Linked DNA regions of Gossypium arboreum: all the other regions are linked to region 1. The links are chromatin contacts, called in public Hi-C maps. All regions are on one chromosome and are shown on one strand. Each heading gives the region's core, a stretch centred on a gene start, on an enhancer-like site or on the middle of the called end of the contact. The rest is flanking DNA. Distances are from core to core; before and after follow the strand shown. Region 1 holds the start of LOC108453375. Region 2 holds the start of LOC108489328. Region 3 holds the start of LOC108454058 (vacuolar-sorting receptor 1-like).

What was found. A called contact is a pair of places that touch in the nucleus more often than the background predicts.
Region 2: a contact with region 1 is called in a Hi-C map of leaf, with 2.9 times the contacts expected there. The contact joins the promoter of LOC108489328 here to the promoter of LOC108453375 in region 1. A contact is called at or near these places in 2 of 5 Hi-C or Micro-C datasets (both in leaf).
Region 3: a Hi-C map of leaf shows a contact between it and region 1, with 2.7 times the contacts expected there. The contact joins the promoter of LOC108454058 here to the promoter of LOC108453375 in region 1. A contact is called at or near these places in 2 of 5 Hi-C or Micro-C datasets (both in leaf).

The regions. Positions count from the first base shown.
Region 1 is chr3:78,998,488-79,001,975 of ASM2569848v2, forward strand. LOC108453375 reads right to left here and starts at 1,531. Exons shown (of 4, transcript XM_017751445.2): 1 at 1-1,531. The coding sequence starts at 915.
Region 2 is chr3:78,575,814-78,579,430 of ASM2569848v2, forward strand. LOC108489328 reads right to left here and starts at 1,430. Exons shown (of 7, transcript XM_017793787.2): 1 at 1-1,430. The coding sequence starts at 953.
Region 3 is chr3:79,445,977-79,449,865 of ASM2569848v2, forward strand. LOC108454058 (vacuolar-sorting receptor 1-like) reads left to right here and starts at 1,715. Exons shown (of 11, transcript XR_001866666.2): 1 at 1,715-2,599; 2 at 2,853-3,545.

The sequences.
Region 1 (3,488 bases), core at 281-2,780:
TCTTGCAACCTCCTCTCTTTGCTTTCTCTCTTCTTGCTCCAAAAGCTCTTTTTCTAACCTAGCTTGTCTCTTTTCTTCAGCTTTTCTGCGTGCTTTTTCTCCTCTGCTCTCATGAAAGCTTGTCCCACTCTCACCCCTCTTAGTCAACATGCCCCTGTGGTCTGCATCAGATGAAGCATCATAATTCGATGAACTAACCCCAAAAATCCTTCTCAAAAGCCACCTAATGCTCAAGAAGGACGTTAACAGTCTGCATGCAAAAATAACAATTCCTGAATAAGATTTCTTCGCCAAACAATCTTCAACTCCTCCAAAGTCACCAGTGCCATTCTTCCACCAATAGCTAGGCTTCCCTCCAACAGACCCAGAGACCCAGTTGCCATTCTCTAACCAATCCTGCCCACACATCCACCCATTCTCCGACCATCCTTTTCCATTCAAGAGTTTACCACTTTTTCCAACAAGATCCTTAATGATCCCAGAATTTGAAATACCCAGACCAGGTGGACCTGGCAGGTCCAAAACAGGTCTCTTTGAAATATGGCCACAATAAGAGCACATAAACCGACCACCACCAGGTTTCTGATCCCTGTATGGAGTCAGGCAGTTCCGGCACCTTCGTGTTGCAGTTTTGCGAAGCTTCTGCAATTCTATAGCCTCAAACCTCTTCCTCTCCCTAAGGCGTGCATTCCTTCTAACCCTCCAAGCAGATAGCCGGGGAATTAAAATCTCATACCAAAACAGAGTTGCCAAAAGCACAAAAACGCAAGCCAGCCTTGGGGACGTGATCTCAAATCGAAAATCAGGTGGCAATAGCTGAGAAAGAGCCCATAAACCTATGAGAGGTATAACTAACCAAGGCAGCATCGTAGCAACCCGGCGAGACCACTTCTGAATCACACACAGTATACACATTATCCTCTAACCCAAACCTATCGTTCCCGTTTTGCAAATCAATGGCTAAAAACCCTAAAATCAACCCCCCCAATCTGGCTACCTCCTCCAAAAAGAAAAGGTTCCAACATTAAAAAACTAACCCAGGAAATCCCGTTCCAAATCGAAATATATATATTTCAAAGCAGCAATTCTTCAAGAACCCTAAGCAGCATTTACAATCGCGAATTCTTCAAAACTAGATATGAAAAAGAAAAAGAAAAAGAAAATAACTAACGTCCAATTAATATTTAAATTTTAAATACATAGATGAATACATTCAATTAAAGCCCTAGAAATGGATGTATTCGGTTTTTTCTTTTTTTTTTCTCTCTTATGTTATTTTCCCGAAAGGTTTCTTTCTAAATGCTCAGAGGCAAGCGTGAGGGATTCGCGGAACTTACAGACTCAGAGTCCATTTCGGAGCCGAATCGGGTTGGAGCGGTATGTGAAAATAGATAAGAGAGATATGTAGAAGAAAATAAGGGAACCGTATTACTGCAAACGATAATTAATTTTTAATATGCAACCTCTCTTAACCGGTTTTCTTGGGCCGCCTCTTTCTTAGACCGCTTCGTTGAAATGGCCATCTAATTTAATAAGATAAAAATCAACTGTTAGATATTTTGATAATAGAGTAAAAACTCAGATAAATATCCTCTCTGCCTTCGAAATTGTTGAAAGTTCTAGGGTACGTTTTTAAAACAAAATATTTGTTAAGGGTACTTTAATAAGTTTTTAAATTATATTATTATGTTGTGTTTTGTGTTTAATATTCTACACAGTATTTTGAGGAAAAGGGATTTTAATGAAATGAATAGTTTTGATTACGCTGTGTTTTGTTTCAGTTGTAATTGCCTTTGCTTTCTTTCCATGTGGCAATCATTTTTTTTCGTTATAATCGACGAATAAGGGAAAGAAGGAAGGCATGTTTTTTGCTTTTGAGTAAATAAATGAAAATTTTATTTTCTTTCTCTGCTCTTTCTTAATGTTTTTTGTTCTCTTAGTTTTCTTGGAAACAATCTCCTAACAAAGGTATCAGAGCAAGCCAATTCTCATGTTCGGGGATGGAATTTTCACTTGTCTACAAAAGGAGGTTACTCATCTATAGTAAGAAGTCACTAAGCTTCAATCCGAACTCTCTCAACTGGATAGTCATATTGGAGACAAATTGGATAGTCATATTAGGGATAGGTTCAAAAAACTAAAGGAGGATTTTCGGGGTAAGTTGAAGGTTGAGCTTCAAGGTCAACTTCATGGTATATTTAAGCAATATTTGGGAAAACTTTTACTGTCTGACAAGGGGAAAGGAGTGTTAAGCGGGCCTCCACCAAGATTTCCTCTTAAGGATTCCCTGTTTCCATTCCAAAATTCCGATGTTGTCAAGGTCAATACTAAACCCCCTAAATTGGATTGCCCTCGTTTTGACTGTACAAAATTTAGAGGTTGGTAGGCAAAACTAGAATAGTACTTTTTGACTGAGGAGATTTTGGTGAATGCTAGAGTAAGGATGGTCATGTTGTATCTAGAGGGAAAGGCTCTCGATTGACATCATATTTATGCTCAAAGGCAAAGGGGTTCCACATGTTGAATTGGAGTCATATGCGCAAAAACCCAAGGACAAGTTTGGATATCAAACTTTCCAGGATCCTATGAAAGAATTACTCTCCCTTAAACATACAGGTTTGATCAATCAATACTATAATTCTTTCATTAGTTTGTTAAATTAGTTGCAGTTACCTAAACAATACGCTATCAGTATATTCATCAATAATTTGAAAGCTGATGTGGGGCAATACCTAGAGCTTTTAAAACCTACCACCCTGATGGAAGGGTTTTTGATTGCTAGATAGGTGGAAACCATCCTCAATGGCTCAACCAAACGAGAGTTGTTGGTGGGGTGGGGTGCTCATTTTAAGCCTACCGTAACATTCTAGTTTAGACCCTAGTCGAAATAGTGGTTTTGAGACCACAAATCCAAGTCAAAAACCAAACGAGAGTTGTTGGTGGGGTGGGGTGCTCATTTTAAGCCTACCGTAACATTCTAGTTTAGACCCTAGTCGAAATAGTGGTTTTGAGACCACAAATCCAAGTCAAAAAATATTTTAATATTATTTTCCGTGTTTATAATATATGAATTTATGTCTGTAAAAGTTTCGTATGAAAATTTGATCATTTGTGTGCTTAATCTGATAAAAGGACCTAATCGTATAAAATGTAAAAATGGCTTGCTATCTGTTAAAAGTGTCTTTTTGATATGGCTTATTGATTATGAGTTCCTTATGTTGTTAATATGCCATTTATATTGAAAGTGGACTAAAATGGCCTTATATGTTAATGTTTTAAATGTTTATTAATCATGGGCAAAACGATAATTGTTGCATAATTAAGTATTTAATAAAAGAAAACATGAAAGTGGTGTTATATTCATCCTTGTTCAGCCAAAAATAGAAGAAAATAATAGGGTCTTGAGCTTTGAATGTTCGACCATGATAAAGCTTGATTAAAGGTTCATTTTTGTTCGGTTTTTGATAATTTCTACGTTTTTGTGATCG
Region 2 (3,617 bases), core at 180-2,679, 420 kb before region 1:
TCCTGTGTCTCTTTCATCATTCTAGCTAATTTAAATGGAGGAATGTAAACTCCTCCACTCCTACCTAAATTCGAGGTATCACCATTCAAGTTGGTTTGCTGAAAAGCTGGTTGTTTCTGCTTGATTTCTCCTTCCTCTTTCTCCTTAAAGCTATTATCATCTCCGTCTCTACGGCTTGGTTGATTATCATTGTCTCTCCTTTGACTTCTATTCTCAAGTTCTGTATTTCTATGGGACCTTCTTCCGCGATCATCATCATCAGAATCATGCCGTGAATGACGCCACCAGTCCCTATTTCTATACCTATCTTCTTCCCGCTGCTTATCATTATGCCAATCCCTATGTCCAGTGTCATGCCTATGACGTCTATCCCTTTTTCCACTCCTGTCCCTCTTGGCTCGCCTCTCTTCTTCTGACTTATCAGAAGATTCAGAACTTTCCTCCTGTGTATCTTTCCGCCTAGCCTTGGAATCATTTTCACCTTCACGAATTCTATCTCTTTCATGCCTTCTATCCCTAAAGGAAGGCTTGTCATCTTCTTCATCAGAAGATCTTGACCCTTCTTCTCTCCGCCTATCCTTACCATCATCATCACCGTCATGAATTCTCTCTCTTTCACCCCTTCTATCTCTATAGGAATGCTTGCCATCTTCTTCATCAGAGGATCTAGGACGTTTTTCTCTCTGCCTATCCTTACTATCATTATCAGCATGAATTCTTTCACTTTCTTCGCTCCTCTCTCTATTAGCACGCTTGCCTTCTTCTTCACCAAAAGATCCAGAATTTTCCCTCTGCCGCTTCTCCCCATTCTCATCGCCATGTTCTCTTTCTCTTCCTCTTTCTCGTCTTCCCCTTTCCCTATCTGACCTAGAATACCTTTTGCGACGATTACCACGTTCCCCACTCTCATCTCTCGAATCATCGCTGCTCGATTCATTGTATCTTCTAGCCATACTTTAAGTAGTTACAGAATCAATTATTAAAAAGAAAAGGCGCCTTCAATACCCCCTCCCTCGGCGAACCGTTCTTGAATATCGAAACAAATTGGATCTATAGAAAATCGAGACGCCTTGAAAGGAGAAACATGAACAAAGATGAAAAATAAGAGCGAGGTAAGGCTGACCTGACTCAGTGCGGCAACTTGCAAGAGCTCAAACTCAAGCCCGAGAAGCAGAGAGAGGTCGATTAGACGCCATTTGTTCAATTAGAGTAACGTCGAATCAGTGCGCTTCAGCGAAGTCGAAGACAGTGGAGCAAGAAATATCCGATAACTTTGTGCCGGTGAAGGTTTGATAGGTTTTTATGCCTAATCCAACAAATTTCTTTCAAAAATAAACCCTAATTTTGATAATCGTTCGGCCCTTTTAACAATTACAGCGTAGCTCAAAAATAGTAACAAGGTTAACCACCGGTATTATTATTAATATTCGTATTTAAAACACCCATATGTAACACATTAAAAATTAAATTAAATTATAGATAAAATGAGATTAGAATTTGTGTGGTAAGGATAAAATTTAATTCTCATGAGTTTAAATTTAGAATAAGTATATTTTATTTTTTAAATTAAAAGAATTAAAAGTGCATATAATTTGTTTTGAATACAAAAGGTCCTTTTTGTAATTTCTTAATTGAGTTAGTGTTTAGTTGTAACATCCCTTACTTGGAACACATTTGGAACTAAAGCTAACTTAATTTAAGCATAAATTTCAAGACTTCACTTTAACATAAATATATTAATTTGAGTTTATTTAGGATTTTTTTAGAAACTAACTTAAAAGAATTTATTAATTACAAAAATTACCCAAATTCAAAATCTTGTACGAGAATAACTTGTTTTTTATAGTGCACTCTGGTGTCGCTATACCCATTGACGATACCACCCCTAATAATGACACAATGATTGGTCATTTTAAAATAATAATAAATTTTTTGTGTTAAAATATGAGTATTTCGAGAGAAAAAGAAAAAGAAAAATATTTTAATGAGTGTCGTCGCTCTCTTTTACAATACCAAATGAATTTATAAAAAAAAATTAGTGTCGCCATTCTTGTTGGCGACATCGATGTCAATAAATATGGATTTTTTTTTGGGTGTTGCTAGGCTGTGCAACGGCATCGATGTCCATATAAACTCATACCCAATGAAAGATCAGCATATGTTGAAGTAATTTTTTTTTATGTTGAAGAGATGAAAGGAGAAATTGTTGGGATTAGTTGTAGAGGAGAGAACACGATAAAAATTTTAAATGTTGAAAAAACGGGGAGGGAAGATTTTTTTTTTTGTGTGTGTGTGTGTGTGTGTGTGTGTGTGTGTGTGTGTGTTTGTGTTTGTGTTTGTGTTTGTGTTTGTGTTTGTGTTTTAGTTAGAAATTTTGATAGTTTGAAGGTATGTCTTGTTTAACAGTGATTCGGTGGAGCTCAGACACAAACATATTTCATTTGTCATTTGGGGAGTGTATCATCACCTACAAAATTTATTTCCCAATTGAGAGTAATGAGAAATTTTTTGCTATGGTTATGCGGTCACGGGTTCAAATTGGTTATGCTATCAAGGAAACCCTTTAGGGGAGAAAGTGTTGATTACGGTGGGCACAAGTTTATGGTAGTATTCGTGCGGCAACAGTTCTAGTTATTAAGGTAATGCATTAGATGAAGGCTGACCGAACCTTATCTCACTAGAAGCACCCTTGGGTCACGAGATTCCTGACGGACTCAAATCAAGCAAAGTTGAATATCACAGGATTTTCGATAGACTTAATTCAAGCAAAAGATAATGAAATAGGAGAAAATACTTATTAAATTACATTAGTAATTGTGTAATGTGATTATTCTAATTGTAGTTAGTATTATTGAAATAAAAGTTAAGATGATAGTGGAGATGGTCAAGTTTTCAATCCATTATTAATGTAAGCAGAAGTTTGATAAATAAAAATAAAAGTTTTTTAGCTTATTAGAAAACGAATTATAGTTCTTAACCTTTAAACATTAATTCGTATCCGAACTGATATAAAATTGGGAAGAATAAAAAGAACCAAGAAAGAATGAAGAAAGAAAATGATAAAAAAAAACAAACTGGTAAAAAATGAAGAGAAAGAGAGGGAAAAAAAGCGTGAACTCATGACGGTGTGGAAAAAATTGTAACTGTAACGCTCCTAACCAAAATCCGTCACCGGAATAGAGTTACGGAGCATTACCTGAGTTACCGATTCATTTATCAAATATTTCATTAATCCGATATCTTTTCTTTTCCACGTTCAAGTCTCATATTCAAGTCATCCGGATCTTTATAAAGAAATTTGATCGTCGTTTTCATTTATTTCATGTTATAATACATTCAACTAATGCTCTAAACAAAATTATCATTTTACCCCTAAACTTTTAATTAATGATGATTTCATCCTTAAGTTAAAATAAAATAAAATTATTGCAACTTAATCCTTATTTCTAGCCGTTATTCTCACACAAATTGATAACAACCTATGAATTCTATAAAATGTTAGAATTTTCCATAATTTCAACACTTTTCAATTTAATCCTTAAAACATGTTTTTCCCTGATCTTGAGCTAAATTAATAATTTCATTAAATTTTGTAATTTAAATAATAAAATAATCCA
Region 3 (3,889 bases), core at 465-2,964, 450 kb after region 1:
GGACAAATTGCTTTGAAGAGGAAGGGAGTGATGTGATCTCGGGTCCCTTAATTGGGCTCGAACCGAAGCCGCCAATTGAGTTTTAAAAAGTGATTAAACTTAAGACGCCTATAAGGCCCAAATCTGGACATCTTAAATAATTTATTTATTTCTATAGCTTTTTATTTATTTATGTTTTATTATTACAACGTTTTTAATATGTCTTCATTATTACATGTTTCATGAGTGTTTAAATTGTCTTTGTTATTACACCTTTTAAATGTGTCTTAAGCATGTTTAATATGTCTTAAAGTGTGTTAAATTCTTTCCAAGTTTATTATAGCTTTATTATTGCATTTAGAGTGTCTAATGTTTGTTTAATATGTCCTAGTAGAAGACTAATGGCTGGATTAATTAAATTTTAGAGGAGCTGCATATTTTTTCTATGGGGTTGTTCGGATTTACAAAAGCATCCATTTTGTTCACACTTAAATGGTTGATCGTATGGGCATTGAAAGTGACCTTTGGGTCAACACAAAGTGATTTATTGCACTATTTAAGATGGGAATTGAATGAAGCCATGGAGAAACCTTCTAGAAGCTGACTATTGGACATTTTCATGCTCTATTAAAGGTCACTGTCCATCATAATGGCTGATTGTGACTATTTGAGCTTACTTAATCCTTAAGCACACATGGACGAATTTATGAAGCTAATATTGGTTGTTGAAGAAAAGATATTAATCCATTTTAATTGTTCATGTACTTCATTTATGGCTGAACATGGCCATTCATCTACTAAGTGTCCAATATATTTTGTTTAAGTCATTGTTGTAGGTCAAGACTTTGTATTTATATAAACATGTTTGAGTTAATCTCTTTGTTCTTTAAGAATTTTTTGAACTTATCAAGAACTCGTTCTTGTGGCACTTTCAAACCGATCTTATCACTTTGTTAACTATCCCAAAGTATAACGATTATCCTTATACTTTTGGTTCTTATCTCAATGTACATAGGGGGTCAAGGTTCCATCCATTCCTAAATTTTTCGATTTTAAATAATTTTATAAAATTCGAGTCGTATTGATATATAATATTGGTTCATTTCTGGTTCATTTATATTTGAGAGTTACATAAAAAATTATCATTACTTTACTTTTTCTTTCAATTTCATTCAAATTTAGTGCAAATACTTATGTAGACAATCGGGTATATAAATCCTGAATTAATTCGTAATTGAGTTCACATCAAATATATAACTAAATTAAATATAAATTTAAAATATATAATTAAATATACAATTTTATGAAAGAAATATAATATATTTAATTGAATTTATGTGGGCTTGCATCCCTATCGAGCGAAACTCATCTCAGTCAGCGGGATTTACAAAATGAAGCAATTTAAGGAGGAAAATAGAAGGCAACACACGTGCAAAAACATATTTATGAATTATATTCTATTTTGCAGTTAAAGATTTTGGTTTATTAAAATCGAGGAAATCCACAGTGACAAGTCATATTCAGGGGCGAAATCAGGGGGAGGCATGACCCGGCCCCCCTAAAATGGGAAATTTTTATTTAGGTCCTTTAAATTTTTTAAAATTTTAAATTAATAAAAGTAAAATTTTATTTTAATTTCTAAAATTATAAAAATTTAATTTAATCCTTTAAAAATTATAAATATATAAACTATAATTTTCTTCTGCCCTCAAAATTTTTTTCTGAATTTGCACCTGGTCATATTCTTATTGAACAAAATGATGGTTAAAGAAAACCTTGATAATTGTTTATTTGGTGGGGTGGGGATAGATGAAATCTATCAGTTTAGCCCTGGAGTAAGCCAATTTTCAAATTTCAAGAAAGGGAATGAATAGTGTAAAAATGGAGATTGTGCTCTGTGGTGGATTGCAGTTTCAAATATCGAAAAATAAGTAAATAAGATCTATTATTAGGCTCATCTTAAAAATCCAAGCCCTTCATCAAATATTCAAATCTTTTTTATTTTTATCAGATCATCACGCAATTCAAATCGTAAATTATTTATGTTGGTAAACTAAGATAAATTGATATAATATAGCCAAAAGCCCAATCTATTTCTCAAACCTTGGATTTATCGCATCAGATTCTAAACTTCGATAAATCTTACAAACTTGTTCTTACGGACTCTTTGTTTTGTATTTTTGTTTGGTATACAAATGCAAAAGGAGAAATAGAAAAGAAAAATTCAGCTAAAAAAAGGGTAACTTTTATGCTAAGTAATAGATTCAAAGGTTCTTCATCTTGGGTTACTATCACAAAAGTTTCTTATTTTTGCGTGGAGGAAAGATGAGAGAAAAGTTTGGGGTTTTAATCTGCGTATGGATTATGTTATTGGGGAATTGTTTGGGGAGGTTCGTAGTGGAGGAGAACAGCTTGAAAGTGACATCACCTGGGTCAATCAAAGGAGTTTACGAATGCGCGATTGGGAATTTTGGGGTCCCTCAATATGGTGGAACCTTAGTTGGTACGGTTGTTTATCCTAAGGCAAACCAAGGGGCATGCAAGATCTTTGATGAGTTTGACATCTCCTTCAAATCAAAGCCTGGTGGACTCCCTACTTTTCTCCTTGTTAATCGTGGAGGTCTGCCAGTTTTTCCTTGTAAATTTTATCATTGATGATCCAATTTTGGAAATTATGATGGGTTATCATTACGTTCTATCTTTGTAAATGTGACACGTGATAATCTGAGTTTTGCATACTTAAATATGTTAGTAGTTGATAGTTGGCACTTGTTATATTTAGAATTGCCTACCGTGTTGATTTAAACTTGTTGGCCTTATTTTCCCTTGGTTTCGGTTTTTATCTTCTCAATTAGCTTTTTCTCTTCTGCCAGATTGTTTCTTCACCTTGAAGGCATGGAATGCTCAGAAAGCTGGAGCTGCTGCAATTCTTGTTGCTGACAACCAGGATGAGTCCTTGATTACCATGGATACCCCTGAAGAAAAGAATGCTAGTGCTGAGTACCTGCAGAACATCACCATTCCATCTGCCCTCATTAGCAAATCTCTGGGAGACAGTTTGAAGAACGCCATAACCTTTGGGGAAATGGTTAAAATCAGTCTGGACTGGACCGAATCTCTTCCGCATCCTGACGAGCGAGTTGAGTATGAGTTTTGGACAAATAGCAATGATGAGTGTGGACCAAAGTGTGACAGCCAGATGGAATTTGTCAAGAACTTCAAAGGAGCTGCTCAAGTACTCGAGCAGAAAGGGTACACACAGTTCATCCCACACTATATAACTTGGTATTGCCCTGAAGCTTTTCTTCTCAGCAAACAGTGCAAGTCACAGTGTATCAATCATGGGAGGTACTGTGCCCCAGATCCTGAGCAAGACTTCTCTAAAGGATATGATGGTAAAGATGTCGTGCTTCAAAATCTTCGCCAAGCTTGCTTTTTCAAAGTTGCTAATGAAAGTCGAAAGCCATGGCTTTGGTGGGATTATGTGACGGACTTTGCTCTCCGCTGCCCAATGAAAGAGAAGAAGTATACCAAAGACTGTGCAGATAAAGTTATCCAGTCTCTTGGTAGGTTAATGCTTTACACAATGTTTTTTTATTTTCTATGATTCAAAGAATGGGCTACACAATATTGATGCTTCTTAAATGTGTTAACAAGGTGCTAGTGTTATGTTTTGATTGATTTTATGGAGCATAAGAATACTGAAATGGTTTCCTTTTGTTTCGGATAAACAAGTAATTTCTTCTTCCTGTCTCATAGCATGTACATAATAAAATGTTTCCTTTTTACTCATCTTTTTATCTAGTATGCCAAAGTTAATGAAATTAGGTCATTGCTTTAACACTACTGAATTTATATGCATTTACATTTGCATCTACCTTATGTTTATTTATTACATATATTGTATAAT